2 separate regions of the Anser cygnoides genome follow, and region 2 is linked to region 1. The links are chromatin contacts, called in public Hi-C maps. All regions are on one chromosome and are shown on one strand. Each heading gives the region's core, a stretch centred on a gene start, on an enhancer-like site or on the middle of the called end of the contact. The rest is flanking DNA. Distances are from core to core; before and after follow the strand shown. Region 1 overlaps NOD1 (nucleotide binding oligomerization domain containing 1). Region 2 overlaps SH3BP5 (SH3 domain binding protein 5).

What was found. A called contact is a pair of places that touch in the nucleus more often than the background predicts.
Region 2: a Hi-C map of liver shows a contact between it and region 1, with 2.4 times the contacts expected there. The contact joins two enhancer-like sites. A contact is called at or near these places in 2 of 7 Hi-C or Micro-C datasets (both in liver).

The regions. Positions count from the first base shown.
Region 1 is chr2:45,026,704-45,034,365 of Taihu_goose_T2T_genome, reverse strand. It overlaps NOD1 (nucleotide binding oligomerization domain containing 1), which reads right to left. Exons shown (of 11, transcript XM_048078005.2): 11 at 4,290-6,726. The coding sequence ends at 6,654. It overlaps ZNRF2 (zinc and ring finger 2), which reads left to right. Exons shown (of 5, transcript XM_048077988.2): 5 at 1-674. Among named protein-coding and RNA genes, the nearest start is that of NOD1, 29 kb to the right of the region's middle. Within about 2 kb of position 2,640, at least 3 of the 3 cell types and tissues checked have open chromatin away from gene starts, as enhancers often do. A contact at or near this core is called in liver, where this site is marked.
Region 2 is chr2:45,243,184-45,250,845 of Taihu_goose_T2T_genome, reverse strand. All of the region lies in intron 3 of SH3BP5 (SH3 domain binding protein 5), which reads right to left. Among named protein-coding and RNA genes, the nearest start is that of SH3BP5, 24 kb to the right of the region's middle. Within about 2 kb of position 4,840, at least 2 of the 3 cell types and tissues checked have open chromatin away from gene starts, as enhancers often do. A contact at or near this core is called in liver, where this site is marked.

The DNA of each region.
Region 1 (7,662 bases), core at 1,391-3,890:
CACGAGCTCCCAAGGTGTGAAATGCTAACAGGAAGAGACCTAGAGATTCTGTGATCTTCCTGTATGTATTAAGATGAAGCTGAAGTATTCATTGCTGCACAGTCAGAATTTCTCTTCCAGCTGATATTGCCAAAGTACTCCAACTTTCAAGGAAGAAAGGAGGTGGCTCAGCTGCCGGGGGGTTGCTTTAAGGAACTGCTTAATTTTAAAAGCTGCGGTGATCCAGCATTCACCTTCTTACTTGACTGAGAGTCTCATTCTAGCTCTCCCTTACCATTTGGCAGGCGTACCTGCTGCTAGAGAGTGCAGTCTGTGTTCCCCCTTCCCTACGCCTCTCCCCACAGAGCTAACCCTGCCCACAGAGCGCGGTGCTAGCTCCTGGGATGCCACACGTACGTGCAGTGGTAATGGACAAGATGTCTTCCTTCATTACCCTGAGCAGAAATCGGAATGTAATTTGCAATGTCTAATGTAAAACGTGTTTGTATTTTTTTTTTTTTAATTGAGCAGTATGATTGCAAGTTGACTTAAGTTGTTCTGAGGTACTCTTTTCAATGGTCTGCCAGTACATAATCATGAATGAAAATATTTTTTTATTGATTTTTAGGTTGTATGTTAACATTCCATTCATGTAAAATATGTACAAATATATGTAATAAATCTTTTGAAGCACAGTTTTCTTCACACTTTCAGGTGATTTTGGTTGTAAAGTATTGGATGAGGCACTGCCGTGGTGGAGCAGAGCTGCCATGTGTCTGTGCTACAGGCCAAACCGAAAATGGAGGAAGAGAAACGTGTAGACCCAGCTCGAAGGGCAGCGGGCCCTCCTGTCTGTCTGAGGCCCTGCAGGTGGGGATCTCGACCCCCGGGGCCAGCCTTAAGGCTGTCAGAGCCCCTCTGCCCCTCGTGGGGCCTGCTGCACGGCAGGCCCTCATCCTGCTAGCTCAGAGCTGGCGGCCTGCCGGTTGATGTCTCCTGCAGCAATTCTTCGCAGACATGGAGGCCTTCAAGACCAGCCAGGTCTGGAGATGGAAAATTCATGTGGGCAGCTTAAAAAACAACACAACTCAAAACCAACACAAAGCACACACGAAACTGCTCCCCCTCTTTTTTTTCATTGCCTCCAAAGGGGACCGCAGCTACCCAACTCGTCGGCGTTGCCTCCGGCGCTGCGTGCAGTGGGGTGGGCAGCTGTGGGCGCTGAAGGCCCGACCCCGTCATTACTCCACGTCTCCGGGGACCCGTGGCCCCCGCTGGAAAGCAGCGAGCCCGAGGCAGAGGAGCTGCTGGGGGAGGCGTTGGATTCCCCCCCAGTCCCAGTCAGGGAACGAGCTGTGGGTGCTCTGAGCAGAACCGGAGCGCGTTACATGCGTGGGTGGTGAAAACGAAAGGAGTTTGCCCTGCAGGCAGGAAGCACCTTCATATGGCCGCGTGTCAGCTCAACCCAGCGGGTGCTGCTCCCAGCCGGGCCATCAGCATGGTGGCAAGATGTTTCCGAGGCTGGCTGTCCTTCCTCGCTTTGCTCTGCCTGTGAGAGCATCCTTCTGGAGCGGCTGGGGTCGCTCAGCCCCTTGTTAAAGCCTGGCAAGAGTTTACAACGCTTGCAGCTCTCTCCTTGGGAGATGAGGGGTTTAATGCGTGAATTGAGTCCGCAGCAAGACAGTTGGATGTAGTTACTAAGGAACATGTTCCTATCTCTTCCTAGTGTAACTTTCTTTTTTTTTTTTCTCCTGATTGCCTTCTGGGAAGCCTGAATTCTCCTTCACTGCCAGTAATTCATACGTTTTCCTCCTCTGTCTTGGGCATGTGAAATGGGAGCTGTATTATGGGAGCAGTCGCTAATTAGTTAGCGCCGGGCTTGGCCTCGCGTCAGGAAAATCCGCTGGAAATGAGTCCGTTTCAGTAGGTGCGGGATTTGGAGTGTGAAACATAGATCTGTGGAGCCAGTTGGTATCGCGTTCACCTCACGGCTCTGCTGTGAGCCACTGTGTGTGTGCGGGGCCTGACACGGGCATGGCCAGCATTTGCTTCTGGATGTGGTGTCCCTTGAAGCAGCAAGGGGAGCAAAACTCGTGGCCAAGGAGCAAGGAGGGAGCAGGGAGGGTCTCCTTCAGCAGCTGCAGCTAAACAGGGATGTTTTCTCTCCCCTGGGGTTCTCAGTGCCCTGAGCTGAAGGGCCTCGTGCTCCTTCCAGCACTACCCGTGAGGAGCCATGTCCGTGCCCAAGCGGGTGCAGGCTGGAGCCCCGCGTGCTCCTCCAGCAGCTCGGTCACGGACCTGGCCCTGTGCCCCCTTGGGGGGAGAGGTGCCCACGTCCAGAAAGGTGCCCACGTCCGCAGCAGGACCCTGCTCACGCCCGGACAACGGGCAGCCCTCGCAGAAGCTGAGCGGGACAGGGTTTTCCAGGCCTCGCTTAATAAAGCGTCTGTTTTCTGAGGGGGATGAGATCAGGGACGCGTGGGGGCAGGGAGGAGGGTTTGACATAAATAAATAATTGTATGAAGCCCATCGTCGGTTGACGCAAGATGACTCACTCCTCGTAAAGGCGAGAGAATAGGGGAGGCAGACGTTAAAAGCCCGGGGAAGGGCCCTCAGCTGAGCGCGGTGGGAGCTGCAGGTGCTTGGTGCCTCTCCGGGCTCAGCCCCCTGCATTTTGAGTCACGCTCTGTGTCAGGCTCCTGCCCTGCTTTTCCTTTTCACCCTGGCTACAGATTTCTTTGTCTGAACATGCGTTTAAATTTTAACCAAGACATTTGTCTCCTCCCCTCCCTTCCTCGCTGATTCTTTAAGCAGGCTTCAAATGCTAGGAAAAGGAAAGGAACAAAGTCTCTGTCTGCCCCGGACTGGCTCCGTCGCCGACCAGAAAGTCCCACCACGGGGCCATGCTGCAGTGGGGTCTCCTCCTCTGCCCCAGCGGACCGGTGGCTTGTTAGAAGGAAAGCTCAAGTCACCCGTGCCAGGATTCACATCTGCTAAATTCAGGATTAAAGAGGCTGGCAGGTAGCGGGGGCATGAACACTTGACGGCTTCATTTGTGCCAGTCCACGAGCTCCAAGTCTGCGGCTCACGAGGCTTTCGCAGCTGATTAAGTTGCTGCCTCCTGTGTGCAGGCTGAAGCCCAGGACGCAAGCGGCGGGGCGTAATTTAGTTGTTTGCAAAGGGTTTGCTAGGGCTTGAGCTCTGGTGCTCTTCTCCACAAGAGCCAGCCCGCAGAGAGGGACAGGCTCTGTGCAAGGGCTGGTTTGGTCCCGGCTGCGGTCACTCCTCTGCGCTGATGGAAGTGGCCACATTGTGGGCACCGTTCTCCATGAAGATGCCTGACTCCAGGCTCATCTGCACTGCACACAGCTGGCCGGTGGTGCTCAGCTCGCACAAAAACCATCCCTCTGTTCGCCTTCAGGCCCCTAGGGGCTGGCAGGAAGGGCTGTGTGTGAGGGCTCTGCTGTGTGGCACATCTGAGTCCCGGAGTGCACAAGGCAGCTCCCAGCCTGGCCTCCGTTTTCTTCCAGCTCGGTCCTGGTATTCTGTTTCTACCTTCTGAAGCAAGACTCAACTCTTTCATGCGCAGCTGCCGCTTTTTGCTTCTAAGAACTGTTTTTATCAGTTGAGAAGTCCGTGGCTCCACGCATGGCCGAGCAAGCGAGCAGCTCTGCTGGGCTGCCAGGGCCCCCCCCACACGCTCTGCAGCCCTGTGCTGCCAGCACACAGCAAACCCTCGTGTGTGCTCAGGGACCAGCCACCACAACACCTGGCGTGCAAGCACAGTGCCAGGGCGATGGGAGCCATCTCAGCATGGCTTCTGATGGCTGGAGACACAGTTCTAGCACCCAGCTAGCACACGAAACTCTCAGCGACTCATCCTTTCCCAAAGCGCTGGCGGTGTGTGACCAGAGTGTGAAACCACGGCGTTGCAACGGATCTCTCAAGGGCTGCTGTGTTATCCCATCACTGCCAGTGCTTGCACGCCGCTCGCACCGGCCAAACACGCGTGGTGCACGCTCCCACCAGCAGGAGTTCACCCCAGCAGTGCGTGGAGCACAGCGTGCTCCTGCAGCAGGCCTGGCAGCAGAGCTGCTGTACGTACCCCTGAGTCGCTCGAGGTTTCCTTCAGTGCTGTGACCGGGCTGCACTCGCTGCCTCAGCGGTCCCTTGTGAGCACCCTTCTCCAGCTGTGACAGCTCTTCGCTGGCTTCGGCAGCCAGAATTAGGCTGTCACGTTTCTGTCTTGAGCTAGCCAAGTGTCTGCTTGACACTGCTTCAGCAAAGCCAAAGAACTTGCAGGCAGCCTGTTGGAGTTCTTTAAAAAGCTGTTTATTATCACAGCAGACAAGTAGAAAAAACATAATGCTGCATACAGAGAACGTCTTCACAAATTACAAGCAAGTCTTAAAAAAGTTACAGTTGTGTCTGTGTTCCAGTAAACATGGCTCTCGCTGCAAACCGCAAAGGTGTTGATCAGAAGCTCCCTGCAAGTAGTCTGGTAAGACTACAAAGAAAGAAATGCAGACCCAAGTGCTGTGCCAACAAAGGAGGACACTCAAGCAGCCCCCGAGCAGTTTCGCCAGCCCCAGCATCCCAGAGCTGTGATGCGACTTGGGAGCAGGGTGGTGGGAAACCTCTCAGTTGTCAGAGCCAGACTCAGCTGGACCCAGACCTTTGGGCCAGCCCAGAAGAACTCTTGCAACCTGAAATCTTCCCTGAAACCAAGGGGGTGTGACTGGCACGGGAAACAAGCAAATAATTCAATGATTAGAGCAAACTGGGAGCACTCTGCCAACACAGGCAAGTGACAGCTCTGGGGAAGGCCCTTCTCGCCCCGGTGTCTCCTCCCTTCGTAAGATAAACCATGAACAAGATTTTGACGAGGCGCACAGGTGTCTGATTTGTTGAAGTGACCGAGAAGGCTTTAAAGGCCTTGTTTTGGCAGATGTTTTTGCAACTGAAATCCAGCTCATATGTAACTGTGCCCTTTTGCTTCAGTAAACAAATGGCTCAGGTGCGGAAATCATTCACTGACTTTCCTCTGGCAGAGTCTGAAAGCTTCATCTGCCTGCCTCCCTCTAAAAAAAAATCAGTGCTGATAGCATGGGCAGGGAGGAAAAGTCACTGAAAAATAATTACTAGGTTGTTTTTAATCTTTTTTTTTTCTTTAAACTGCTTATTTTGTGAAAAGCTTTATGAGTATTGTAAAATGTTAGGGAGCTGGAAAGAGCAGACAGAACTGAGGACTGGTAAAGGTCTGCTACCAAGCAGGAAAAGGAGAAAACCTACAGAGAAAGCCTATTTTTGGTTAGTCAAGAAGTTTTGTGGCTTAGTCAGCAACTGCAGAATCATTTCTCAAAGTTTTAGGGGGACAACAGCATGGCAGAAGGAAGGAAGCTGGATTGTGCTTTTCCATTTTCGGCTCTTTGTAAGCAGTGTAAGGTAGAATTTGAGATTTCCCCTTATGAAGAATGCCTAATATGCACCAAAAAATAAATATCAAGCACCCTGCTCCTCTGTAAACTGGTTTCTTTTAAGGCTTTCTAAAGTAACATTCTCTAAATGATAATTACTTTGGAAGGGGATAGTGTTTTCTTGCTGGTCCTTATCATTGCTATGTGCACCTTGCCTTGTGCTTAGCACTAGTTGACGCATAGGATAAAAGGTTTCCAAGCAAATCTCAGTGCTTTTTTGTGCTTACATGTTGCTGGGAGAAGGGATTTCCACTTGACGCAATTGATTTTCAATTGTCCTTTCTCCCCCCCTGAAGCTAGGCAACTTCATATTGGTGTATTGCCACCAGCACAGTGTCTAGGCCAAGAGCCAAGGCAATGAACAGCCTGCTAATTAATTTTTCACATTTATCTCCAGACCCTCTCCCCAGAACAAATACTGTGAAAGCAGGAGGCGGCAGTTTCTATGCAGCCCTCAGGAAATTTTAAGCAAAAGTGTTTCACTGCCAGTGTTATGATTCTACAGTGATGGTAGTAAGGTTTTCTGCTTGTGTAAAAGAACATGTATTGGTTTCAATAGGGAAAAAAAAAAGATTATTGAAGGTAATCTGAATCTCACGTATCCATTTATCAAAAAAAAAAAAAAGAAAATATGGTGCCTACAACTACTGTTTTCCAGTGGGAAAATGAAGGCCTCATTTCTAGGCAGGAGAAAAGGATTCACGCTGATAGCATCGGTTCCATGCAACTGTTACAGCCAGTTTCTGTTTCCAGTAAGACCATCGTTTTCAGTTATGAAGCAGATAATACTGTGAGCTTGTGGAGTCCGGGCATCTTGCACCCCTTCTCGTGTACGCGTGTGTATAAATAAGTTAGAGATTATTTACATCAGTGTACAGAATAAATCTAAACTCAGTTACCCAAATCCATATACCTGCTCCTGGATTTGGTCTGTTAGCACTTTGCGTTTCATCTTCAAAGCACCATACAGACATGAATTATTTACCAAGGCAACTTCCCACTCACCGAAAGGATTAAGAATAGCGAGCAGGGTAAGGGATGGAGCCGAGGGAGGGCAGCTTGCTCATAAAAACACAGCTAATCACGTCTCTCTCTCCTGCCACGAGTACTGCTGGTTTATGCCTTTATAAACTCTGTAGTCTGAGTTTAGGAGCAGTCTTTGTAACACGAACCTTGTCAAAATGGCAAAGTCCTCACTCAGAAGCAAATGATCCGCTCTTCATTTTCAAAAGCTTTGGCTTCTTCTTGGCTTATCAGGTTCCCGTTCAAACTGTTGGAGAGGGAAAATAAAAGGGATGTGAAAGAGAGGCAGTGATTGTGCCCATCTTCTGTTTTTCCAAGGTTTTGGAGCAGAAATCAAAACTCGGCGATGCTGTGTGAGCTGTGAGCTTCCCAAGGGTGCGCGCTTGGGAACAGCCTCAAACGGGCAGGCTGCAGCACTGCTGCTCCCACTGCACACACAGGGAGCAAGGCTACTTCTTCAGAAAGAAAAACAGAACACCTAAATTTCATTAAATTGATTGCTCCCGCATGCTGGATACCCATCTGCTTGCATTTCTGCATTGCTTCTGAAGGCTGACAGAACTGGGGGTCGATTTCTGTGTGTTCATTTTGAGAAGTCTTGGCCATAAGCATCAGGGTACAAGAACCCTACGCTGCTCGGAGCAGAATGTCAGGTTGACAGGACTGTTATGAAAAGCAGCACAGAGCTGACAAAGGTTCTTAACATTCAGCGGGCTAAAGAAATTTATATTGTCTTCACAGCCTTTTGTGTCTTCCATGACAACAAAGGAAGAAAACCTGTAAGTACTCAGACATTATTAATCTGAAATGACTTAGGGCAACATTTTTGAATCTAGCTACGCTGATATTTATGCCCCTGAAAATAAGCAGCCTGCTAAGTGCAGCTTTCAGAAATGATGAATACCATTAAACCACCGAGATTTATGAAAATATTAGGGTTAACAAACACCTCTCAAAATCCAGGCAAGAATCAAAAGACAGACTTCGGTTTGAAAATTCAGAATGACTCAAGTGGGAATTGAGGCCTCCTTTGTAGATGACAGCTGACGCTGGCCTTTGAAAAAAAAGCATCTTTTCCACATCTCCAGGGAAGCCACTAGTCAGATAGTGAGTCATTGTCTTTCCAAGCAAGAATCCAGTGTCCTTTCACTAAAACAAATATGTATTTTTAAAAATAAATTTC
Region 2 (7,662 bases), core at 3,591-6,090, 210 kb before region 1:
CTAGCCACATATAGTTTCGTGCCTGTAACAGCATGGGCAAATGGAAAGCTCAAACAGAAACATACCTAAATACTCTCAGCTCTATTTGTTGAATGCTAGTCAACAAGGCCGGTTTGAAAACACTACTCCGGAACACAAAATGTTTTTTTTACTTAAGCAAAAGAGTTAGTCCAAATAATTTCATTTCAACAGTTATCTGAAATCAGTGTGCAGTCTCATTTTAAACAACTTACTGAGAGCCTGGCAAAGAGAAAAGCTAAATGGTAGGGTAAAGAGAGATACATTAGTCATTAGAGAAACGTCAACAGGTCTGTGGTTTTGCCGATCTGAAAAGGGATACTCAAACACTTTTTGGTTAGTACAGTTACTCAATAATTAGCCTTCATTTAAAATTCCCTCCAGCACGTACGAGTTTTTTCTGCACCACTACCAACAGACTGCTCCCACAGTCCCAATCTCAAGCCTACCAGTCACTCAGCTTGATGGAAGAGGTCATAGCCATGCTCCTAGGAAGGCTGGGGACAAGTGGGATGTCAGCTTTCTGCCTGTTACCCTTATCGGTGCTGCCTGATAGAAATTAATCAGCATAAAGGCGAGCATCTCTTTCAAAAGTCAGGAGCTCGAGCAGCGAAACCCCTTACTGAAGAGGACAAAACCTTGACATCTTGGGAACTGGGGAACCTGTGCCCCAGCTCTCAGCCCCACAGTGACCAGAAGCTCATTGTGCCTGATCACCAGAACTTTGTGCCAAGAAATGTAAGTGAATGTTTTGACCACTACAGACCCGTCCCCTATTAGTGTAAAGCATAGGACCCCTTGAGAAATGCAATTAAACAACCACCCAGACCTCAGCTAAGGAAAATCCCACTGTCACAGCAGCCTCCTGCACTCGCCCACACCAGCAACCTCCTCTCACCAGCTCATCTCCCTCGCCTCAGCACGCAGAGCCTCAAACTTCCCGGCCAGCTCCCAAATACTCAGAAGTAACACACGGTAGTAGCAGCATTCACAGAAGCCAGTGGAGCTCTGTGATAAAAAATACATCAGCTTTTAAAATTAATAACAACGTAAAATTAAAGGGATACCAATGGGGGTTTGTAATTACAAGCTATTAATTTATTGCTGTAACGAGGTCCCTTTGGGGAGATATGATGAGCTCTCCTTTTTGGGAGATGCATCCTCATGGGCAATTCCCCTCCGAGTCTACACAGGGCCCTGCAGAGAAGGGAGCCATGCCCAACTGCTGGATTATGCTTTTAGCTAAAGATAGTGATGAAAACAGAAAAGGTAGGCTGTGGCGAGCATGTAGTAGAAAACAGAAACACCACCTTTTTAAACAGGGCCATTCTTCTGGAATTGGCAGCAACACACAGACGTACTTTCAGGCCAGCACAGACACATCAGCTTGTCCATTTTCAAAGCAGAAAACCCTGTACTCTTTAATTATGAAATACAATTTTCTCTTCGGTCCACTTAGCTTTTATTGCCCCAATCCCCATCTGTAGTCAGAGCCCTTGCCCAACTGACCTAAGAGAGGATTTTTTCCACCCTACAACACACAGCTTGAATTTTCTGTTTTAACATCAATCAGGACACATACTCCTCTTCCTCATTTCATCTAACCTCCCAGTTTTTGTTGCTGCCCACATAGTTATACCAGACTGTGCAGTTTCTCTTTCACAATGCTGTTCAACGAAGGTGAGCTTTTTCAAGTATTTGCAAAAATGGCTTTTCATTTTGAATAGGCTCACTTCATCACTCGCTGCCAAGATCATGACAACTGCTTTATTTCAGCATTTCTGTGCTTTACCAATAAAAGACATGACAAATTTCTTCTATGAAATGATTATAAGCTGGAGCATGAAGGGAACATTATCTGCTCAGAACAAGGCAGCAGCAAGCCACGCGCTGGCCTAAAGTCTTTGCTCTATAAGGCTCTGTCTGTAAATGTGAAACCAATGTCTCTCTCATTCATTACTCTTTAAAACAATAGCTTAATTGCCACCAGCAAAACTTACTTGCTTACTACAAAACAGATAATGACTTAACTGGCTTCCAGTCATGCTCTTCAGCAGCAAGTAAGTTTCAGATGTTTCCATTCTGGCTTGCTCTCATTAATTTAATGATATCCCATGGATAATTCGCTGTGTAAAGTACAACATGCTTTAAAACAGGAACTTTCGTCCATCAATTGCCTACCAGAGTTGCCAGACCCTGTTTTAGTAGCACAACCTGCGCCTTCGGGGATCACTCTTACCCTGGTGGCTGTGCTGCCGTGTTCTGCACAAGCTTCTCTCAGGGACGAAGACACCAGGATCACTCCTCCCCTACTTTGGCATCACCTGGCTTGCTCACTACTGCAGTGGGTTCAATAATTCAGAAACCTACAAGGTGAAGGCACAAGCTCTCACTGCAGCAGAGTAAGTAGCCACCGAGTGCTGCTGTTTGGCCCCCATTTTCCTGTAACAAGCAGAGCAGCCCAAACATCAACGTGCTTGGCATCCCAACACCAACCTCAATACCAGCACAGCTGCACCCCCAGCAAATCTGCGCGTGATGAGAAATTGGAGGTGGTGGTGGAAAGGACAAATGGCAGAGCCTGAACCTGGTGGGACCTTGTGAAACTCAACCAGGACAAAACAAACCTCATGAGGCTCAACAAAGAGAAGTGATGAGTCTTGCACCTGGGGCAGAAAAACCCCATGGCTAGCGCAGATAGGAAGTTCAGCCCAGCCAAAAAGGGACCTGCACATTACAGTGGGTGCCAGGCTGAAAAAGCTGACTGTGCTCTCTTTGCAAGTACAGCAAACCATGTCCTCAGCTATGTTACAAGGACTGACAGCTGAAGCTGTCAGATCATGGGAAGTTACGACTGCCCCCTACTCAGTGTGGAGGTTCCACATTGAATAGTGTGGAACATCCAGTTTTGGGGAACATCCAGTTTTGGGGCCCTCTGTTCAAGAGAGATGTCAAGACACTGTTCAGGGTCCAGTGAAGATCTATCAGAACGGTCAGAGGCTGTAACAGCTCCTGCAAGGAGTGCTGAGGGATAGGGGCTGGCCTCTCCCTTGCTAGACTAAACTAAGGAGTGATCAGATTAGCTGCCAGCTAAAATTTGAAGAGGAGCTGCCAAGATTGTTGAGTCGAATGAATGCTTCTCAGCAGCAGCAGCAGTATAACATGAAGCAACAGCCACGGCTTGGAGGTTCAGGTTGCACACTGAAAAAAGTTCTTTTCTACAAGAGGGACAGGGTGACCCTCAGACAGGTTACCCAGAGAGGCTGTAAATCTTTGTCTCTGGAGGTTTTCTAAACTTGGCACAGCCACGGCTGATGTAATCCAGCGACAGTGACAGTACAGCTTTGAGCAGGAGGTTGGATCAGATGACCTCCAGAGGTCCTGTACAACCTGCACTTCTCTCAAATACCACATTTTTTTTTTTTGTCAAGCAGTGGGAAATCAACAACACAAAGAACACAGTTACAAAAAAGACCCTGATGCTGAATGTTTTCCTAGATTCTCAGACCCACGCATACAATTTCTAGAATAATTGGAATAGTGACGGGGCTGGGGCACTTTAAAAAAAAGACCATGACCTTCCTTTCCCCTCTCCCTACAGACTAAAAACCCCAAGCCAAACCAGAACTGTGAGTTTGTCAAAAGACAGAAACCCCTTCTTGCTGTAGGCTATGTACAGATGCTTATAAACAACTTATAGAAATACAAAGCCTCTGGAGTGACCTCATTTTGGCAGATCTGAGGCTTTTTGTGATATATACTAATCTGTGATGATTGTCTGCATTACTGACAGAAAATGCAGTCTCTCAAGAGTCTGAAACACCCTTGTATTCTTTAAGCTGATTATCGAAAAGCTATGAAACCACACGGGTTAGAATTTACTTTTTTAAGAATAGGTTTGAAGATTTTTATTCGTGTGGAGGAAGGGAAGAGGCAAGGGGAGGGGGAAAAATAAGTCTCACTAAAGCTTTTTGAAGCACAAACCATTTCCTTCCTGCTGCATAGCCAATGAAATGCCTGTGGAATACAATGACCAGATGTCTCGTAGTTTCTGCTTTCGATTAGGTGTCTTTTTCTTGTGCTAGGCTTTCTGGTGCTGTTCATGCATCTACCTCTCTTCTTCTAACAGCTTAATTGTTACACAACCTGACTTCTGGTTGAGTCAGTTTGTTTTCCTGGTAAACCTGGACTACAAAAAGGCCCAGGAGATAAGAGCAGACCTACGAGGCATGTTGCTAAAGTTAGGTGATGTGCGTAGCTCCCCTAAGACAGGCTCACAAGCCATATTATTCCAAGAGATAAAAGGCTCAGGGCGTCACCAGCAGCTCACTTCATTAACTGTTCTGTTACCAGCAGGCAGGCAGACGTCCTCAAAGAGGGAATCCTACCTCCCTTCTTTGGGAGCTATGGAAAGAAACAAGAAAGAAAATACCTAAGTATACAATACCAAGCCTTTTGGCCTTCCATCCTTTTTTCAAGAGGTTGTTGCAAGTTGCTGGTGTGTCTGGAGTTACCCAGCCTAATTAACTAGTCTACAGCACCAGAATATGCCAAATTGTTCATGCTAACACCACCAGACACAGCTTTCTTGGGCACTCGTTGCCATCTGCCTGCTAGTTGTACAAAATTACAAAGCTGCTGCCTGCTGGAAGGAGGGATCATAGAACACATCCAGGTTTTTCTCTCCAAGGTATAATCACCTTATTAAGAAAAATATCAAGACAAGCCCTCAGAACGCAGCTGAGTGTTGGGAGGAGGGTTAGGCAGTGACTCAGTGAGTCCAGGGCTTACAGCTGGTTTCTAGGTTTACAGACGCTCTGCATGCTCATCTGCACCTGGCAGCAGCCTTCTCAGCTGAAATTAAATATAGAAGCAAGGAACAAACTCCCACAAATACACGCTGCTAGATTTACACCGCCTGCCCTAATGGATCTTGCTAATTAACCAAGATAATAAATGCTTAGTGGGCACAGCAGAAATATGCAGGAGAAACACTGGATCGTTGTCTCACCTCATTGCCTCCAAAGCAGCAAATGTTTGCTCGCAGAACTTTCCAGAGGGCGGGCAAAAGGTTGGCAGCCTGCTTCTGACTGCACACCTTGTGCATGCACAGACACTAAGTGTGCAGTGAGAAGACACATGGACAGGATTTTCACCTGGGCAATGGGGTGTTCTGGACTTTTTCTCCCGTCCCTAGAAAGCCTCACACCCATCAGCAACAGCCCATCCTCAACAGCAGGGACACTCTCTAGCAGAAAGGCCCCGGCTGACCTTGTGCACCTCTGACAGATGTACAAGATGCTCAGACAACTCCTGAGGAGTCCATGGACTATTCCTAAGGGACCTGTCAAAGATAATTCATCTACTGACCCTCCAGCATTTCTCCTAGTGGAATTACATCTCCATAACAGATGTGATTATCAGGCTTGCTTAGCTTAAAGGAAAAAGTTGTGAATGGTGACCTGGACACACGAAGGGCTAAGATCATTACTTGAAGGAGAAAGTCTAGGTAGTATCAGGGACAGAATTTCATTTCCCCTTCACAGCAATAAAATCCTCCTGTAAGAAGAACAAGCCATCAGCACCCTTTACTAAGTGGAAAAGGAACATCAGAAGCAGACACTGCTAAAGAAGATGGCCATTTCTTCCACACCTTACCAGTGACATTTATCTTCTAACAGAACGACTGCAAGTTTGCCACAATTAAGAGATTTTTCTTACAGAAACTGAGTCAATTCAGAGCCATTCTCACACGTGCTATAGAGAAACTGGACTCTTCCAATAATCTTTTTTTCAGCAAGAACAGACAAAAGTTCATAAATTCTTACTGTTTTACTAGAACTCATAATGAAACACCCCCAGAAGGCAGTAACCAACATCCACATTAGATTTGTTTTGGCAGCAGCCTGTAGCATGAGCGTTTATCATCACACAGTGAACTCCCACCTATTTAGACCACTGTATAGACTAAAGATTGGGGTGGTTGAACAACTTCCCAGAAGTTGCAAGACTCGCGCTGCCTTCCAACACTCATCGCTGAGCTGTTACCAAACAAAACAGGTACATAGTATACTACCCTGACCTCATGTCACCCAGTCTCAAATGTTGGCTACTATTTTTAACAGACGAGCATGTCTGTGGCTTACTAATGGATATTTCAAGAGATTGTAACGGCCAGAAGAGACTGGGAGGGGAAAAGTTGAGAGAGAACAACGCAAGAGAATCATTCCTTTAAATTACCAGTTTTTCAAACGCTGTAGATTTGTGTCCTGGGGATGGCAATGCAAAGGATGTGGCTATGAAAAGGAACCCACTATCTTAAACTCTTCAGGTTTTCTGGACTGAAGAGGATGCAAAATAACGTTAATCAAATCCTCAGACAGCAGCAGAGGAAAAAGGGATACACCTCTGTTTTCACATCCCAGCACCTTTTGAGGAGAGCTACTTACACCTTCCCGCCAGTTCCAGCGTTTGCCATCATGTCTGTGGCTAAGCTTGGAAGTCAGATCGCCTGTATTGCTTCTTCCTGCTGAAAGCAGCAGGTATGTGACAGAGAAACAAATCTTTCCTGCCCTAGCTCCCTCCCTGCTACTCCAAAGAAGGGAGGACATTTCCACGCCAGCTTACACACCCCAGCATTCCAATACCCCAGACCTACTTGCACAATACTTGCAATATTTCACAATGGAAAAATGCAAGAAAAAGCATTCTTAAAGAGCAGGAAAATAATTAGCTCATTGTATCATCAGCAATTACTGAAGAGGAGGTTGAACAGCTAGCTGGCTTTGTATTGCTGCCATCCAGAATAGCTAAGGATTTGGGGGGGGGGGGGGGGGGGTGTTGGAAAAAGTAAATAAATATCTCTTCTGGAGAAGCTCTTCAATATGCTTTGATGATAATCAGCATTTTCTTCTACTTCTGGAAAGAAAAGCAGAAGGAGAAAGAGACTAATTTACAATGCACAACTAACACATTTAAATAATGGAGCCCTCCAAGGCACGTCTTCTATTAATGATGATAAAACCAATCACAGTTTTTGCATCAGCAGCTTATACAAATTAGTCATCTATCAACAGAACAGTATGCTCACATAAAGCAAAGATGTGGGATGTATAAATATCAACCCAGAAAATAACTAGACCTCCTCACTGAGGCATAGAAAGTAAAGACAGATGCAGGAGGTCTAACTTTAGAGGGGACTTGTACGTGCACAGAATTAATCAATGCAGGTATTTCAATGGAGTGGCTAAACATTAGTTCATACTTTCCAAAGGTGGTAAGAACATGTTATTTCAAGATGGGTTTGCTACAGGTGCCATCTAGTCTGTAGGAAATATAAGTAACAGCAATATGAATCAGGTAAGTATTTGTGGAGGGTTTTTTTAGTTGGTTTGTGAAGTAGCAGCTGCTAATGTTCCCAAACACAGGCCAGATTTCCAGCTGCTTGGGATTAAGATGTCAGAAAGCTGCCCGTCCCTGTGACCTACTATCCTGCATTAGCAGGGCTGAAGGGAAGACAAATGCTTTTGGGAACGTTCCTTCACAGACCTGATCTTCGGTATAACCTTCCAAATCCTACCAGGCAGCATCTGCTACTGTCTCAGCAGTTTAAGGGCACTGTTTGAGACATTCGAACACCACAAT